Linked DNA regions of Mus musculus: all the other regions are linked to region 5. Evidence: chromatin contacts called from public HiChIP or PLAC-seq and promoter capture Hi-C data. All regions are on one chromosome and are shown on one strand. The core of a region is the stretch at or near the end of the contact, and the rest is flanking DNA. Distances in the headings are between cores, read along the strand shown. Region 1 holds the start of Pmm2 (phosphomannomutase 2). Region 2 holds the start of Usp7 (ubiquitin specific peptidase 7). Region 3 holds the start of Carhsp1 (calcium regulated heat stable protein 1). Region 4 holds the start of Mettl22 (methyltransferase like 22). Region 5 holds the start of Emp2 (epithelial membrane protein 2).

Evidence for each region. Promoter capture Hi-C pulls out the DNA fragments that hold promoters and counts their contacts. HiChIP or PLAC-seq counts read pairs in DNA pulled down with a chosen protein or histone mark.
Region 1: a promoter capture Hi-C map of liver shows a contact between it and region 5, with 7 times the contacts expected there. The contact joins the promoter of Pmm2 here to the promoter of Emp2 in region 5. A contact is called at or near these places in 4 of 39 promoter capture datasets (the 3T3-L1 cell line, cranial neural crest, embryonic stem cells and 1 more) and 1 of 115 datasets of contacts at active chromatin or transcription factors (pancreatic cancer cells).
Region 2: an HNF4G HiChIP or PLAC-seq map of pancreatic cancer cells shows a contact between it and region 5. The contact joins the promoter of Usp7 here to the promoter of Emp2 in region 5. A contact is called at or near these places in 2 of 39 promoter capture datasets (cranial neural crest and liver) and 1 of 115 datasets of contacts at active chromatin or transcription factors (pancreatic cancer cells).
Region 3: a contact with region 5 is called in a promoter capture Hi-C map of liver, with 4 times the contacts expected there. The contact joins the promoter of Carhsp1 here to the promoter of Emp2 in region 5. A contact is called at or near these places in 3 of 39 promoter capture datasets (liver and pre-B cells).
Region 4: a contact with region 5 is called in a promoter capture Hi-C map of embryonic stem cells, with 3 times the contacts expected there. The contact joins the promoter of Mettl22 here to the promoter of Emp2 in region 5. A contact is called at or near these places in 2 of 39 promoter capture datasets (embryonic stem cells and liver).

What each region holds. Positions count from the first base shown.
Region 1 is chr16:8,635,690-8,639,185 of GRCm38.p6, forward strand. Pmm2 (phosphomannomutase 2) reads left to right here and starts at 2,018. Exons shown (of 9, transcript NM_016881.3): 1 at 2,018-2,139. The coding sequence starts at 2,086. Tmem186 (transmembrane protein 186) reads right to left here and starts at 2,022. Exons shown (of 2, transcript NM_025708.5): 1 at 1,797-2,022; 2 at 1-703. The coding sequence starts at 1,799. The coding sequence ends at 56.
Region 2 is chr16:8,736,798-8,740,294 of GRCm38.p6, forward strand. Usp7 (ubiquitin specific peptidase 7) reads right to left here and starts at 1,545. Exons shown (of 31, transcript NM_001003918.2): 1 at 1,407-1,545. The coding sequence starts at 1,488.
Region 3 is chr16:8,670,421-8,674,252 of GRCm38.p6, forward strand. Carhsp1 (calcium regulated heat stable protein 1) reads right to left here and starts at 1,733. Exons shown (of 4, transcript NM_025821.2): 1 at 1,693-1,733.
Region 4 is chr16:8,468,559-8,472,152 of GRCm38.p6, forward strand. It overlaps Mettl22 (methyltransferase like 22), which reads left to right and starts at 2,255. Exons shown (of 11, transcript NM_146247.1): 1 at 2,255-2,307. It overlaps Gm30012 (a long non-coding RNA gene), which reads right to left and starts at 2,593. Exons shown (of 5, transcript XR_384641.4): 1 at 2,385-2,593; 2 at 985-1,037; 3 at 518-656.
Region 5 is chr16:10,312,070-10,315,719 of GRCm38.p6, forward strand. It overlaps Emp2 (epithelial membrane protein 2), which reads right to left and starts at 1,899. Exons shown (of 5, transcript NM_007929.2): 1 at 1,743-1,899.

The DNA.
Region 1 (3,496 bases), core at 768-3,267, 1.7 Mb before region 5:
TCCATGTCCTAGGCCTTCTGTCTAAAATCCAAGTGTAACGAGGGCTATGAGAGGCCTACTTGCTGTTCTTCAGTGTGGCCAGAGTTCCGAACACTTGTGCGAACCGTTCCCTGTCCAGGATTCGGCCATAGCGTAAGGTGAGGTAGAAGGTCTGCTTGCCACTGTACTGCTGGATGCGTACAAACACATCCTGAACCCGTTCCTGGGATTCTGACAGGGGTATCATGTCTGACACGGCACAGTACGTGTCCTGCCGCCAGCCCCAGAAGGTCAGGTGGGCCACTCGGAGCAGGGTGCCCGACTCGTTCACATACAGGATGCCCACCAGTCTCCGGAAGAAGTGGCTCATCCAACAGAGCATGGCCAGGGCAAAGCTGGCGACCCCACCCAGAAGGCACAGTGAACTGAGGGTCATGAGGCCTTGTGAGTAGCAATAGAAGCCCGGGGGCAGGGCCACCACAGTCACAGCTGTCTGGGCCAACTTCAGCCGCGAGAGGAACCCAATTGCTCGGATGGCTCGGAACCGGTAGATTGTATGGAATGTTTCGGTCTCGGTGCCTGGTGACTTCTCCCGTGAGTGGGGAGACCTGCTCCCCACCCACCTTTTGGAATCCCCCTGCCCAGAGCAGCACCATAGTCCCTGTAGAGGCCTCCTCCATGCAGTGGGCCCCTGCAACCTTGGCACGACTCGAAGGAGGAAAGCCTGGAAGAGAGAGGTTCATTTCAGAAGTCACCCATGCTAATCACACAATGAACAAGACAAAGCATCTCCCAGAAGGGCTTCAACCGCTCCTGGAAAGTCACCATGACTTCCAGAGGAAAGTGATAAAGCCAGACACTTAATTTTTTTTTTTTTTTGGTGGAATTCTATTCTAAATAGGTACCTTCTCCCATTTTTACAACTAAACAAACAAAACCCTAGTCGCAGTTAGTGAGATAGCCCATCTAGTACAGGTGCTTGGTACCAAACCGGGTAACTTGAATTTGATCCCTCAGGCCAACACGGTGAAGGAAGAGAAATTACTCACGCAGTACGTCCTGGAGCCCCGTATGCCAAAGCACAAGCATATGCACACAAACTAAACACACAAGATTAAAACAAAACAACAAAAACATTTTTAAGAACCTAAGCCCTCCCCCACCCCACCTCACAGCCCCAAGTACAGGGAAACACGGGCAGTCTGGAGCTCGGACGGGCCCTTCCTCCTAGGCAGGTCTAAATGAACATAGAAAACCTGTCGTTTCAGCTATTCACTAGAGACCGGGCAACAGCGGACTTGAAGGACCGCCCTTCCTTAAGGGGTAAATCAATCGGTGTCAGAACCCCACACAACAAAGCCGTGGGGTACTTATCACAGGACCTCTGCAGTTCTCCGAGTGCCTTGCGCGGCCAGAGAACCTCTTTGTATCATTAACCTGTCTGGGAAGGAAGCAGAGACGTGAGGCACGGAGGCCCTCAACACACTGCCTGTGGTTCTCTGGAGTGAGCAGATTCTGGGCTTTGGAGTCAAGAGGACACTAGCTGTGCATCCTTCTTCACCCTTCCAAAGAAAACCTCAGAATACGCTGAGGGAGACACGGCTCTTAAGCTCTGAACCGGGTGTGTACGTACGAAGTGGCAGCGACGCAGACCGTCCACGTGACCCAAGGGCCCGGGACAAAGCAGGAAAACAGCCCAAGCTAATAGACTCTGGCCTTCCACTGGCCGGTTTCCCGAATGGTCAGCCCAGGCGTCCTGCCTGCCAGTCCTAGACCCGACCGGGGACGGGGAGCGCGTTCCCTCCTGACATTCCTACCATGAGCCCGCCGCCTGCTACAGGACGCACGCTGTACTTGTCACCGGAAAGTTGAAGGGCGCATGCGCGGGCGGTTAAAAACCCGCATGCGCTAATTCAAAAAAAAAAAAAAAAATTACTATGGCTTGGGAACTGTAGTTCAAATTTTGTAACCGCCACCGGTGTTCTGTGAACCATTAGGGAATCTTCCCATGGTGCCTTGGAACTCCAGGGCTCGGAGCGGACCCGGAAGTTCCGGGTAGAGTTCCGGGTAGAGTTCCTGGTGCGGTCGAGGTTTCTGACTGGAGAAATGGCCACTCTCTGTCTCTTCGACATGGATGGGACCCTGACTGCCCCGCGGCAGGTAGGCGGCGCCCGGGAGGCTCGCGGTGGTGGAGCAGAGCCCTTGCTGCCCTAGACCGCGGTAACGACTGTCCGGGAACCAGGAGACGCGAGTCCTGAGCGGGGTCCTGAGTGGGGTGCGCAGGGAGGGGGCCCCCAAAAAACCTTCCGAGTAGGAAACGTGTTCAGAGTCTGAAAGTTCGGGCCTGAGTTTCTTCTCGGGCCCTCGGGGCTGGTGACCTGGCTTGAACTCCAGCCTCGGCCCTCTGACCTGCTGTTTCGCCTCCCCAGCCCTGTCACCTTTGGCTGTCTCTTCTAATATACCAAAGGCAGGTTCTCAGTCGTCTGACCTTCAGCAAATCTTTCTCGGAGCCCTTGAAGCCACTTTAACTGGGGCATTGCCTGTTGCTTGGGATGTTTTGGTGAGGATCACTGAAATTCATGACAGTTCCTCGCCAGATCAGGCCTCAAAAGTGAGCCCCTGCAGCAATGGGGACCCAGGTAGTAATAGGCTGTTTGCTGAAAGGATCAAGGATCCAATGGGACTTTGTTCCGCTAACAGATTTTGCTGTTAGGGCCAAAGATAAGTTTGTGTGGTTTCGTTGTGGTGATGACATTCTTTCTGCCTCCTATACACAAATTCGTGGTTGAGCAGAAATCACTCAAACTTGACACTGGGCTTAAATAGCTTGGGTGTCTCTGCCCCACTCCTTTTAGATTTCGTGGACTGTTCCAGAAGCCCATGTTAAGTGTGTGTAACCTTAGATATGTGAGTCTTATCTTTTTAATTTTTTTATTCCTTTGCAATTACATGTGTACAGTGTATCTGATCATATTCACCCCCAACCTTCCTGTGCTCCCTCTGGGGAACACCTACTCACACATCCCTCTTCCATTTTCATGTCCTTTTTAAAATTCTTATTTTAATACCTCACTAAGTCCAGTTAGTGCTACACACTAACACACCCCAAGTGATGGGCAACATATCACCCATGCTGGAATGTTAACTGACTTGATCTTGTGCAGGGAACCACAGTTGCTGAATTCATGCAGGCAACAGCCATATAATGTCCAGAAGACAGCATTTCATTCGCCACGCTCCTCCCCGTCCTCTGGCTCTTACATTCTTTCTGTCCCCTGAGCCTGGACAGGGTTGATAAAGGGCACTTATTCTTAGCACTTTGTCCAGGTATGCGTCTGCATTGACCACTGCCACTACAAAGAGAAACTTTTCTTACCAGGCTTGAGAGTGGCATTAATCTATGGATATAAACATAAATATTTAGAAGGCAATTTGACAAGATTTCCATTTAACAAAAAGAACACTAGTAGGTTTCCCCATAGTGCCTGTGAGCTCCTGAGTCATAGCTTTTGACCAA
Region 2 (3,497 bases), core at 295-2,794, 1.6 Mb before region 5:
AGCGCTGTCCAATCTTATTCTCACAAAGCCCTAGAGGAGCAGTGAGGAAGACTTGAAAGGAAAACGGATGTTCACGTTCCGAGCAACTCTCCACTTTAGACGTGCATGAAATTATAGCATAAAAGGAGTACACTAATCTCCCAAAGGTGAGTTCCATCAGCTATTTGGTTTAATCGCACTTGCCAGACACTCTGAAATTACTGATTTGCTGAGGCCAAGAGAAACAGCCTAGTCCTTGGCATGAACTTCAGCTTCCCCCTTCCCCCGGCCCCCTAGGGCCTTTTTCCCTCTGCTGCATGGTCAGACAATTGTTTGATTCCCACTGATCACCATCAAGTTATTCACAGGGGGGGTCAAGAGTCAGTATTCCTAGCCTAGAGCATGCTACATCATACACAACAAATACAGTTTTACCCCAACTTCCTAGGAACCTTCATTCATTTATGAAAGCCACTATCACTTGCTGAACGGTCCATTCATTGCCCCTCACTGGGATTCCTGCCTGTCTGACCCCTTTAGGGCAGGTAACCGCGCATACTGCCTTCACTTAAAGTACCAAGTCAAAAGAAAAGAAAATGACCAACCCAGCATGAGATCCCGAAGCCAGAGTCCCTCCACTGCGCTTTCACAGCAAACCTTGATAGCGAAGCTCTACAAACAGTATAAAATCCAGTACCAAGATAAATTCCTGCGGCTCCGGTAGAAAACATAGTTACCTCCAGAACTTAATCTGCTTCTGCAGTAGGCCAGCCATGTGCGGCGGAACTCCATAGTTTCAAGCACACTTTTTAGCCGGACGTGGACGGCACCACCTACAGCCAGGTACCCAAACTCCTCCACAAGCCCAGGTAACTTATAAACTAGGCGAACCTGAGTACTTTCCCAGCAAGTCCAAAGGCTGAGGGCAGCTGCGCGCCTTGCAGGTGTCTCCGCAATTAAGCGCGACGCCCGGCAGAGCGCTCGGAAGTTATTGGGGGGAGGCTCTCCGGGGGCGCGTTCAGAAGCAGGTGCAGGGGAACCTGCGCACCCGCTCCCATACCCACCCCAAGAGCTCAGGGGCCGGGGAGCAGGCCCAACCAGCCTGGCCAGAGCCACACACCCCGGAAAGAGGACGGTCCCCGGGGCCCGCCTCCCAACCTGGGTACCCGGAGCCAACACACCTCGATCCTAATTTACGACTCCGGCGCTTTGTGCCCAGCAGCCCGTGCGCTGCACAATGCGTGAACTCGGGGGTCCGGGGCCACCCCCCGCCGGGCCGCATGACTGTGCAGCCCCGGCCCGGCAAAAGCGCCGGGCCGAGCGGGGCCGAGCGGCAGCCCGGCCTGGTTAAAGATGGCGAGGCCCTCGCGTGGCTCCCGCGGCCGCCCGGACCACAATGAAAGCGCCGGCCCCGCTGCGGGCCTCACCTTCCATCTCCATGTCCTCGGGCTCGCTCAGCTGCTGCTCGCCCGCTTTCTGCTGCTGCTGCTGCTGCTGTTGGTGGTTCATGTCGGCCGCGGCCTGGGCCTCGCCTGCGGCCGGAGGCCCGGGCTGCGGGCCCGGCGGGCGGGCGGCTGCTAGCAGAGGCGGCGGCGGCGGCGGCGGCGGGGCGGCCTCCTCCTCTTCCTACCCGCGCGTCGTCGGCGGCGGCGGCCCCGGGGCGGCCCGCGGCGGGCGGCGGCGGCGGCGGCGGCGGCAGGGAGACGCGCACGTACTTGCTCGCGATTCGCCCAATCTCGGCGCCGAGGCGGGCGGGCGGCGGCGGGCCGAGCCGGGCGGCCTCCTCGCTCGCTGCGGCCGCCGCTGCCGCCGCCGCCGCCGCCGCCGCAGGGCCCGCCTCCCGCCGCCGGGGCCGGGGCTGCGGGGCCGCGGGCCGGCCGGGGGCGGAGGGCGGCCGGGCGGGGGCCGCGTAGTCAGCCCCGCCTCGGACCGGGCGCGGAAGGCTGGAGGCCGGGCGGGCCGCGGCGAGCCTGCGGGCCCGGGTGTGGGCTGCGGCGGCGACCGCTGAGGCTGCGCGGGCGGGTGACCGGCTGGCCGCGCTCGGGGCGCTGAGGCCTCCGCCTCCTCGGCGTCGTCGTCGGGGCTCCGGCAGCGGACGCGGCGCCCGGCGGCTCGGCTCGGCTCAGCTCGCTCTCAAAATGGCGGCGGCGTGAAATGTCACATCCGCATGGGGGGCGAGAGCGGAGCGAACGAGACGAGGGCGGGCGGCGGGCGGAGCGGGAGGCGGAGCGGGAGGCGGAGCAGGGAGCGGCCCGCCCGCCGCCACCGAGGAGCACCCACCCCGCGCGCCGGCCGCCCGCCCGCCAGCCCTGCTGGAGCGGGGCGCCGGGGTCTCCTCTGTGAGGCAGCGGAGCGCAGCCCAGGGCCGCGGGGCTCCGGCTGAGGGTAGGGGTGCTCGCGGGAACTGGGCTGGACAAGGAGCCCAAGGCGCGGCGCCGTTTTACGGCCCGTAACCGGCCCCGGGATTCTCACCCGGGCAAATACGTGGGAAACTTAACTCTTTTGCACCCTAGATCCAATAAGGCAAAGTGTAGTCCTTCGGCTCTCACCTATCCCAGCATTCATTTATTTCCTCTCTAGGAGATCAGGTTGGCCACGATCGTCCACTGGGAAAGAGTCTCTCGGGTAGTCCAAGCTGGCCTGGAACTTTTCATGGTGCTTGATGGACACCTGATCCTCCTGCGTCTACCTTTCTAAGTTTTAGGAGTCAAATTTTTTTAAAAGCGAACTTTTCAATACAAGAAATTTGAAGAGGGAAAATCTGATTGATTTAAGGCCTAAGCGCCAACTGACTTGGGGGGGGGGGGGTAGCACATGCCTTTTTAATCCCAGAATTTGGGAGGCGGAGGCAGAGGCTGAGGCAGTAGGATCTCTTCGAATTGGAGGCATGGCCAAGCCAACCAGGACTCAAACAAATCAACAACAAAACAAGAACATCTTGGCCTGAACGCTTCCCATCAAGGAACTTCCTCCTACCAGGTCCCAAAGGCACCTGATTCACCAGAAACCTGCCCCTTCCTCCTTCCCAAGGTCACCCAGAGTTGGGTGCAGGGGGTTGGGATAGTCGTACTGCAAATACTATTGAACAACTTGCTTTCACAAAAAATTAATTAGTAATAATAAAAAAAGAGCCTTTTCTAGCACTTCATGACTTGCAAGGAAAATAACCAGCTAGTCCAGGAAAAAAAAAATGCAACAATTTGCTATCTTGCCTTAGGACACCAGTCAACCCAACTTCCCTTGCTGAAGTTCAAAACCTAAACAGAGGCCAGCAAAATGGCAGAGTGGGCAAAGGTGCTGTCACCAAGTCCTATGACCTGAATTCCAGCAAGTTGGCCTCTGGTTTCCACTGTGCATGCTGCAAAAGCGCACACACTCAAATAAATATATGTACATGTAATTTTTTTTTTTTTACTTAAAGGGGGAAAAAACCCAAAGTGGATAAAGGAGAGATGGTTCTGTATCTTTTATCTAATGTGCCTGGAACCAGAAGTGTTTCACATCTCAGTCTGGGGAAT
Region 3 (3,832 bases), core at 483-2,982, 1.6 Mb before region 5:
TTCCAGCCTGATTGTTTCCATCTTCTCCTAGACCCACTAATTCCCTGCCTCAGTTTGACAAGGACCTTGCAAATCCCAGTAGCTCAAAGCTATAGAGGCAGTCCCAGCCACACTGCAGAGCAGAAGGTGGGCTTAACAATAGTGGCCCTAAGGTGTGCACAGTCACACTAGGAGAACCCTCCCCTCCCACAGCTGCCAGATATGAGGCACAAAGTCTTCCCCTTGCATTCGCAGGACTAAGAAAGCCAGCTCCCCCAACCCTAGGCTGGGCTGAAGTCAGCTTACTCTGACCCCAATTCAGCTCATGGTCACCCTGGAGGGTGAGGTGATGCAAGGGCACAGAGTGGCAACCAGGCTGTCGTCACCCAAGAGGCGATGATAGGGGGGAGGGAGGCCAAACTCTGAGGAGACCCCTGTCCCAGACCAGGGAATGGCTGAGCTGAGGCTTAAGGATCACTTAGGGACACAATGAACAGTCAGAGTCACAAAGCCGCTAGAGAAGGCCCTGTGGGAAAGTTCGAGCCTAATAGGACAAAGAACAGGAACATGGGACACAGATTGTAATTCGAGTTTTTAAGTGGTTTGAAGGATCTTGCTGTGGACAGTTCCTCTGTCTTAGTCTCCCCAGTGCTGTGAAGGAGAAGGAAGTTATTTACCGCAGCTGGCCTTGAACTAATTATGGAGCCACGATTGAACCTGAATCCTGAATCCTTTTTACCTCCCCAGTGCTGGGACTGCAGGCATAACCCACCACTACTGGTTTAATGACCAATTATTTTTCATTCTCTCCCTCTGGCTTCAGCTTGGAGAGAGAACATACTAAAAGCACCAAGAAGTAACAGTATGGTCAAGAGGGGAAGGTTTTTAAAAAGCCCCTATTTCTCCAGACACTTAGGCTAGCCAGCTCCCTCTATTCCAATCGGCGGGGAAGGGTGGGGGGGTCTCCTATTTTGCAAAGGGGCACCTCCATCTCTCAGAATCCAGGCCCTGAAGGAGAAGTGGGAATCTACAGCTGACCCTGCACAGACCTAAACTGCAACCTCAGAAAACTGTGAGCTCAGAGCCTGGTTTTTTTAAACAAAAAGCAAAACCCAACCTTGCATTTCCGGCCTGTAAACAGGACCGCCAGTCCCGGTGAAGTTTTCCTCTGTGCCCTAAGGCCCCCATCCTGGCGCAAACACCAAGCGAGCGCGCCCTGCCGCTCCTCCTCCCTACAGGCAGCCAACCGCGAGGGGTCAGGGCGGTTCCCCCTCTCCGGGCCTGGCTACTGTCCCGCCGCCCAGCATGCAGCTGGCGAGGCCCGGCCGTCGAGGACAGCTCCGCCTTCCTCTAGCCGCGAGTCTCCAGCACCTCCAGCCCGCCAGAAAACGCAGAGGGCGCGCCTCCTACGCTCAAAAAACAGGTGGCCCAGAGAGAAGTACTAACCGAAGTCAGACAAGTATCGGTGTTGTGGCCACACCCACCCGTCTCCCCTTGGGGACGGTGAGTAACCCGCGCTCCCCAAACTAGCCCGGGCGACTGGAGCACGTCCCGGAGGTGGGGGTGGGGGGGCACCCATCACGGAGCTGGAGAACGAGAAGGCCCCACAGAGGGGAAGCAAAGTGCAGAGCAGGCCTCGGCCCCGTCCCCGCGGCTCCAGAGATCCCGCGCACCATCACGCCCATCCCTAGGGTCCCAGGACCAGCCACTTACCTGGCGACACGTCCTACTCCTCCAGCTGCTGCTCTTCGACTGCAAGAAAAGATCGGGGACTTGGGGCGTGGCCGCGGGGCAGGGCGGAGTGTGAGACCACGCCCCTTGGAGCTCCGGGCCAATGGACGCGCGGCCCGGACCTTGGACTGGTCGGGGAGGAGGAGCGCGGCACAGCTGCTGCCGCAGGACCTTTGTGTTGATGCCCCGCGGGCGGGAGCCGGGGACTCGGCAGCGGCTGGAGGTGTTCTCCCCGCCACTCGCGGGTCTGCGGGCGCCCAGTGCCGGCCCGGTGCCCGGGAAAGTGGCACAATCGGGTCTCGGCGTGCTGTGCCTGCCACTCCCCAGCACAAGTCCGGCCCCAACCTGCCCTTGACTCGAGATAAGCGGGCGCCTTTTTTTTTTTTTTTTTCAAGAATTAAGAGATAGAAGGAAGGCGAGAGACAGAAAGGGAAATATAAAAATGAGAGGAGGGAGGAGTTGTTTTGTTCGTTTTCTATTGTCTAATTGATTTATTCTTCGTGGGCTGATTTTGAGACAGGATAGCCTCAGACTCCCTAATGGATTTGAGATGGGTGTGGGCACCAACCCCATGTTTTTTCAATTTTTATTTCTACTGAATCCCTGAAGCTTTATGTACTGGCTGGTTTTGTGTGTCAACTTGACACAAGTTAGAGTCATCCGAGAAAAAGGAGCCTCAGTTGAGGAAATGCCTCCATGAGATCCAACTATAGGACATTTTCTCAATTAGTGATCAATGAAGAAAGAGCCCAGCTGGTTGTTGGTGGAGCCATCCCTGGGCTAGTGGTCCTGGGTTCTATAAGAAAGCAGGCTGTGTAAGTCATGAGGAGCAAGCCAGTAAGCAGCTGTCCTCCATGGCCTCTGTATCAGCTCCTGCCCAGTTCCTGTCTTAACTTCCTTCAATAATTAACAGAAACATGGAAGTGTAAGCCAAATAAACCTCTTTCTCCCCAGTTTGCTTTTTGATCAATGGTGTTTTCATGGCAGCAATAGAAACCCTTAAGATACTTTATCTGTGGAAGTAAATGGTGTTTCTTCCAATTTTCAGAAAAGGAAACTGAGGCACAGAGACATGCTGTGATCTATCTCCATGGCCAACAAAGAGAGCAAGCCCTCAGCGTGACCCCCCCCCCAGGGTCAAATTCATATTTCCTAGGTGTGGGAAAGAGGTTCCCTGTAGGTGTGGTAGGCAGCAGCCCCCAGTCTTCCAAGAGATAGCTCATCCCTACTGAGACCCTCTAGACCTACCCCCAGGGCATGCTGAACCATCAAAATCAAGAAAGCCAACTCCTCAGGCAAAGAGAAGGGCTCCCTCGGCTCTCTGGCAGGGGGACTAGAAAATGGTACAGTCACCATTCAGGAAGGAAAAAAAAAAAAAAAGACAGATGCCCAGGCACGTGCCCACGAGGAGACTGAAGTATATAGTCACACAAGCTTTTTGGACCCCTCCATGATCGGTTTATTTATTTTTGAGGCAGTCTTCTGTGACCCAGTATGATTATGAACCATGGCTGTCACCTTTACTGGATCTGCAGTCACCTAAAGAGACAAGTCTCTGTGTATATCTTCTTGGCTAGGGAAATTAAAACGAGAAGGGCCGCCCTAACTGGAGACAGCAGTAAAACCTTTTTGGGTTTCGCCAGCTTGCTTTCCTGTCTTCATGATGGGTGCATCTGCTTTGTTGCTGTTGCTGCTTCCACCATCCTTCATGAACATCAAAACCTAGCGTTTTCCACCTTCCAATCTGGACCAAAGACCAGCGACTCTCCTGGAATCCTCCCGATGTTTAGTGCTAGGTTGGGCATTCTGTGTTCCTCTGTTCTCCGCCTTCTGCTTTGCAGCAGTGTCTCTCACTAATCTAGAATCTTGCCATTTTAGCTCATCAGCAAGCTCTCAGGAGTCACTCATCTCAACCCCAGTTCCCAGCGTTGCAAGCATGTGCAGCTATGCCTGGCTACTCCTGTGGGCACTGAGGGCTCCCGCTCAGATCTGTTGCCTGTAGAGCATGCACTGTAACGCACTAAGCCGTTTCTCCCCTGGCCTATGTCACTTTATGCCAGACTTTGTGCTAGACGTCGGGACGTGAAATAAGCATCCAGCTTGTCTCCATCTGAGAGGGCAG
Region 4 (3,594 bases), core at 1,005-3,504, 1.8 Mb before region 5:
CTGCTAAATACTTTGCCCAGCTCTCTCCTTCCTTGCTTCCTTCAGCCCCTGCTCCTCCTGACATACAACCTGGCCTTCCCAGGCCACCTGACCATTCTCCATTCCCCAACTCTCTATCCAGCACTCTGTACTTTTAAAATATATCTGCTTGTTCTCTGGCCCTTCCCCAGCAGAACAGAAGTATCATGAGAGCAGAGACTTGTCTGATGTAACCTCTTCCCTCATGTCCCACACCTAGGAGACATTCTGATAGCCTTCTTTTCTTTGATAGATATTTGCTTAGAATAAAAATTTCCCATGATCACACTAGTGTGCTTCTATCCTGGCAGAATATACACGTGTGCTCATCTGCATGTGTTGCTATGCCTGCCTGACTCTCTACATCCATGTGTCTTGGTGTGGGGAGGTGTCTGCTCAGCATTGTGTAGCCATCAGGAAAATAGCAACAGAAAGCAGTGGCTTCTGAAAGTTGGTCGAGGCAGTTTGGGATAGCCCAGAAACTTGATGCTTTACTTACAAGGAAGATGTGGCCTTGATGGTCACTTCATTCTGCTCTGCTTCTAGGGAAAAGAGATGAGAATTCACCCGGAGCCTGGAGTGTCCATGGGCTCTCTCTGCCCCATCTTCTGCAATTGGCCACACTTCTTCTTTGAGCCCTAACGTTCAGATAATCCAGGGGGCAAGCGGAAAGCAAATAGAGGACATGAGATTCACATTTGCCTCGGCTACAGTTTAGATCAAAGTGTACCCAGAAGTGAGCATGTATTCAAAGCCTGGCCCCTATGCAAGTGTTGATCAGAGGTGGGGATTTCAGTGTGAGCCTGTGTTAGCCCCTGTGTGGGATCATAGGGATCAGACGCCTTCATGGGTAGATTCATCCACTGTTAGATTTATAATCCAGTGGGTGGAACCCTCTGGAGGTGGAGCCTAGCTGGAGACAATATGTCATTGAGCCTTTGGGTCTAGCGCTTGGCCTCCCATTACCTGTGCTCTAGCTCCCACAGTTCCAAAGCAATGGAGCTAGCAATGCTGGACCTCTGAAAGCATGAGACAAAAGAAGTCATTATTTCCTTAGGTGGTTTCTGAAAGCATGAGACAAAAGAAGTCATTATTTCCTTAAGTGGTTTTTCCTGAGTATTTATCACAGCCACAAAAATAAGTGACTAAATACAGCCTCCAACCTTAAGCACTTACCATTCTCAGCATTCTGAACAGGATAAGGTTTACCTAAGGTGTAATATTTGTGTCCTATTTCATTTTATGCTAGACTCCAACTTAGAAAGATCCGGGATCATCGTTACTGGAGACTTGATGACTAGATCCGTTAGTCCTGCCAATTGCTTGTAAGGATGCTAAACGCAGGGTATACATAACACTGGGAAGAAACAAGGGGCATGCTGGCTAACACACTCCGGATCCCTCACCCTCCAATTTGAATCCTCACCACTTAGTGGCTGAGTGATCCTCCAGCCTGCCTGCCTTGCCGGAATAAGGATATTCTAAACGTAACACACTTGTGCCCCTCCCTTTGGCTATCAGATTATTGAAACAGTCAACCCCCAAATTTTGATTTTCCCCAACAGTCCCAAGCTGGGAGGAGATAAAGGTTAATACCAGGGACCAAACAGATGAGTCACTGTCTTCCAGGAAGAGAATTACAACTTTTCAAAACTCCTTGCAGGATAGATTGAAGCCAAAAAAAAAAAAAAAAAAAAAAAAAAAAAAAAAAAGGATGGAGCAATGATGGGCAGTACCATACCCAGACCAGGACTGCTTAGCTATGCATAACTATAGCACTCTACTTAAACATAAATATCCTATCGGTGCCCGAAACATGTACTTGGGTGGGTCATTGTATGTTTTTGTCTTCTGCTTTTGCCTATTAATTGTTTCCTGGGCATACTTAGGAACAATGGTTAAATACAGCTTATTAGGACTCTGATCTTTAATGACTCTAACACTTAAAGCAAATTATTTAACTTTTTTTTCTTGTGCTGGGCTCTCTACACCGCTGAGATTCTTAGCCATATTTAAATTTTTTACAGGAGGGATTCCAAACACCGAAGTGCAGAGGCGTCCCCACTCTGGACGGCCATATGAGCAATCCGACCAGGTGACAGCTGAGCCTCCAGTGGCCGCCACAGGGCTGAGCGAGAGCATCAGGTGTTAGCTAGCGGCTGCCGCCGCGTGCGCATGCGCGACCCGAGCCGGCGCTTGGACCGCGCCTGCGCAAGCTGTCCGTCATGGCGGCTTCCTGAGCCCCATGGCTAGGGTTCCGCGTGGGACTTCAGACCAGTGTCATGGCGGGTAAGAGCCCGGGAGAGGGGGCGGGACCGGGAAGAACCCAGGGAGCATCTTGGCTTTGAGAGCCAAGCTTACACGACCTTGAAGTCTGAACCCTCAGCCTCAGTTTCCCTTTCTGTATGGGACGTCTCGGTTTCCGTGCTGGGTGAGGCAGTCCCACTCTGTCTCGGATTAGGAAGGGAAGGAGAGGCCGGGTTAGCGACTGGCTTCTTCAGAGTGACTGGCCGCTAATGGAGGAGGTCCCTGGAGCCGCTGACGCCGCCCTGCGCGCGTGGCCAGCCCTTTCCTGCACCTCTGAGCCCTGCGCCCTCCAGCTTCCTGGCGTTCCCTCTCCCAGCTCCTAAGTTTTGATTGTCCAGTGGGTGTGCATCCACCTGCCTGGGAGGAGGGGAGTTCTGTCCACCCCGGTAGACTGGTTTGGGGAATAACAGTGGCTGTAACCCTTGAAGAATTCTTGGGAATCCAACTCTGCCGTCTCGGAATTGCCTAGACGACCTGCCAGCTCCCCTACCGGAATGAATTTGCAACATGAAACCTGGGACTGCTTTTCCAGCAGTACCTAGGAGAAACTGGACACCTCTCTATACCATGCATTTTCTAAGTAGAGAAACTGTCTCAAGGTCTCTAGCCATCTCCCCGGGACACTTTTCTATAAACATGATCCTGTAGCTACTTACAAGTTACTGATGATCCCTGAAAGGGACGGTTGTCACGTTTAATCCTCACACAGGCCTCAGTGCCTCCCTATTTCCAGAATGCTGATTCCCAGGCGAAACCCTTAAAGGAGGCTCATGACCTGGGACTTCTCTCTCAGGCCACATTTCCTGGGAAACCTGCTTCATTCATACTTTTAAGTAGACGAAGTCGACCAGAGGTTAGTAGAGAATTTGTTTTCCACCTATATGTTAGACGATTTGGTCCTCATATAATTCCCACTTACAGAATGAACAATGAACATGCATCCTCTGAGGTGTAAATTTGTGTACCATAACAACACATTCTATCCTCTTATTCATGGTCAGTGTTCCCAAAGATGGCAGAGAGGATTTTTTGGACCAAAACCAAAAGCCAAATCTTGTCTTCCATTCAGAACTAGGGGAGCCAGTCTACCTCGAACCAGTAGGTGGTTAGGGCTAGGCTGTGTTTCCTCTGCCTGAATCATGTCTGATTTTTGTTGCCAGTGGTTTTGCTGAAGGCTGAGTACTTCTTTGATTTCATTCACATGAAATCCCACATTGGTTTCATTCCCAGCCCCAGTTCACACCTGCTTACCCGCTTACGTTTTCGCTG
Region 5 (3,650 bases), core at 649-3,148:
GTAAGGAGGGTGTGTGTGTGTGTGTGTGTGTGTGTGTGTGTGTGTGTGGCTGCTAAATAAATATGCTCTGTATTTACAATTAAATTCTCCCTTGGGGCAGAGTGAGCTTGAGAGGGGGCCTCTCTTGATGGTGGGGCGGCACCTCCCCGCCCTGCTCTGCCCTCCCCCTCCCTATTGGCTCCCTCCCCAGCTTCCCACACAAACACCCTTGCCCAGATTGCAGGCCAACCTCAGCTTCTGCATTTGAGGGACAGAGAAGGCTCCAGGCTGTGTGACCGGCTCTCTCTGATTCTCCATTCTTGTGGGGGTGGAGGTGGTAAAGATCCAAAACCCCTTGGAGGAAAAACAGGTTCTGCACTTTCTGGCCACCCCTAGTGCCTCCCTGGGCTGTGGGCCGGGTATCTATCTGCCCAATACCTTGCAGGGGACCCACACCTCTTACAAGGTCTCTCCCCATTTCCTGCAGCCCACTGAGGTATCTCCTGGTGGGAATGAGTGGAGTCACGGGGAAGACAGGGTGAAGGTGTGGCTTCACAGCCTTGAGTAGCTAACTCTGCCAGGTCTCTAGGCCAGGTGTCTCCCAGAATAAGGCTTTCTGGGAGGAGGCGGGAGAAGCCCAATGCATACTCCCATTGGCCTTCCACATTCTCTTCCCTTGGGTCTCTCCTGTAACCTGCATGGATCCATCCTACTGAACCCCTTACATTATTTGAAAGTGACATTCCAGGGAGAGGTGGTCAGCCTCCATGTCTAGGTTTTGGAATTTCTCTCTGATTCGGAATGCTCAAGCAGAGGCGGCTAGAGGCGTCTTTTGTGCCTCTCATTGTGGTAAGAGCACAGCATTTATGATGTAAACCATTTGTAATTCTACAAGCACATGGCCTGAAATGAACCAGCAATGTTGAGTGACGCCCACTACTATCTATACTCAAAACGTTCCATCATCCGCAATTAAATCTGTACCTGTTAAATAGTCCAAAATCCCAGCCATCTCCATCGCCTGGCAATGATCACCACCCACTCTGGATTGCCTTTGAACTTGTAGGTTCTAGATGCCTCATAGTAGTGGGACCCTCCTGAACTGAACCTAGATGCTTCAGTCCTTCTCCAAGCTTGGCATGCACACTCAGTTATACCTCCTTTTCCCGTGGAATCATGGGTGCCATCCCTTCTTCCCTTTAAAGCCCACAGATCTGCCACAGTAGTCAAGAGCAGGCAGGGGGGCCATCCTTGGAGCTTACCCCCCAGGCTGGGACACCGTTAAGAACCCAAGGAAGCTGCCCCCTCGCCGCTGTGGGGCGCCACGGAGCCCAGACCCGGAGGAGTGCGCGGCCCTCAGGGACCCGAGGACCAGGTCCTGTCTGATTGGTACTGCTTGGGAATCAGACGCTGAGTACAACAGGCAACAAGTGGGCTACTCTGGAGTTCAGAGCTTTGGGCCAGCGATGGTGGAGAGGGGATCCGCCCTGACTCTTTCCCAGACTTTTCCCGCCCACTTGGACGCAAAAGGTGGCGAATGCCACCCAGGGGTGGCAGGGTGGCCTTGGGGGGCACCAAAGGGAAGGTCTGCGCCACAGAAATCTGGAGAAGGAGCAACGGGACTGCCGCACGAACCGCACCCCAACCCTTCCCCGTCAAGCACGGATCCCCTGGCCTGTCCCGATTCCTAAAGAGGGCACACTGCTCCCTGTCATTCCGGAACCCCGACGTCACCGCAGTCCCTTGTCGCGCCCCCAACTCACCGGGCACGGGCGTCTGGACACAGTGGCGGGCTGCGCGTGGGGCGAGGCGCCGGCTGTTTTGAAGCTTGGGGCTGGGACTGCGCGGCGTCCTCCGCCCTCCGGGCTGCCGAGCCTCCTCCCTGCCGCCCTCTCCCTAGCCCGCCTCCCTGCCCGCCCGTGATGTCAGGAGCCGCCGATCCAGGGGGCGGGACCACGGGAGGCCGGGCGCCCCCCCCCCCCCCACCTCCCCTTGCTGGGCCGTCCAGCAGCACTCTGTAAAGTTCGAGGGAGCTGGAAGTCTCCTGCTGGGATCATCGCTGCCCTTCTCATCTCTGCCGCCCCTCTTCTCCTGACTGCAGGGTCAGGACCCTGAGATTTCCACTTCTTTCCGAGCAGCCCTCTCTGTCTCTTACTAATTTAGCTGGTTGTTAATCTCTCCTGCCTCAGTTTCCTATGATAGAAAAGGAAGGCGTGGCGGGACCTTGTCCTGAGGCCTAAAGGCCACACTCGGTGCCTCCTGGAGAGGCTGAGTTGATATGAGCCAAGCCATAACTGAAAAATCAATTCCTTCCCCGAAGTAAGACCACCATAAGGACCAGTCTTAAGATTCCTTCAAGCCTGGCCAGGCCTGAGAAGTTTGATATAGAGGATCCAAGTTGTGATCTCAATTGGGCATTGTATCCTTGCTTTCTCTTTTTCTTTTCTTAAGCACTTTTAATCTCTCTCTCTCTCTCTCTCTCTCTCTCTCTCTCCCCTCTCTCTCTCCTCTCTCTCCTCTCTCTCTCTCTCTCCCCTCTCTCCCCTCTCTCCTCTCTCTCCTCTCTCTCTCTCTCTCTCCCCCCTCTCTCCTCTCTCTCCTCTCTCTCCTCTCTCTCTCTCTCTCCCCTCTCTCCTCTCTCTCCTCTCTCTCTCTCTCTCCCCCCTCTCCTCTCTCCTCTCTCTCTCTCCCCTCTCCCCTCCTCTCTCTCTCCCCCCCTCTCCTCTCTCTCCTCTCTCTCTCTCTCTCCCCTCTCTCTCCTCTCTCTCCCCCCCCTCTCTCTCCTCACTCTCTCTCTCCCCCCCCTCTCCTCTCTCTCCTCTCTCTCTCTCTCCCCTCTCTCTCTCCTCTCTCTCTCTCTCCCCCCCTCTCTCCTCTCTCTCCTCTCTCTCTCTCCCCTCTCTCTCCTCTCTCTCCTCTCTCTCTCTCTCTCTCTCTCCCCCCCTCTCTCTCTCCTCACTCTCTCTCTCTCCCCCTCTCTCTCTCCTCTCTCTCTCTCTCCTCACTCTCTCTCCCCCCCCCCTCTCTCTGTGTGTGTGTGTGTGTGTGCACGCGCGCATGCACTTTGAAGAGCTGATTTTCTCCTTCCTTCTTGGCAATGCTCCTGAGGATCACCAGGCCACCAGGCTTGGACAGCAAGTGCCTTCACCTGTCAGAGCCTTCTTGCCACATCAGTTATTTCTGTTTTCAGTATTTTTTTAATTACATTTGTTCACTTACTTATTTGCTTGTGTGTATGGAGAGCACACATGGAGAGCAGAGAGAACCTTCCACTGTATAGATCCTGAGGAGAGAACTCAGGTCCTCACATCTAGTGGCAAGTGTCCTTATTATCCTCTGCCCCTGCTGCTGTGATAAACACCAGGTCCAAAAACAACTCAGAGAAGAAAGGATTGGTTGCACCTCACACTTCAGGAAAAGCAGAGCTCAGGTGGGAACCTGGGGCAGGAGCTGGTGCAGACTGTGGAGGAAGGCTGATGACTATGGCCTTTGACTTGCTCAGTACCGTATATAGTCCAGGCCCACCTGGACCTGGGAAAGGACCCAGGGATGGCCATGCCCACATGGTGGTCAGGAAAATGCACCACCACCATACCCACAGACCAGTCTGATGGAGGCAATTGTTCAATCTCTGTCTCCTTCTCCCAGGTGTCTCTGAGTTTGTGTCAAGA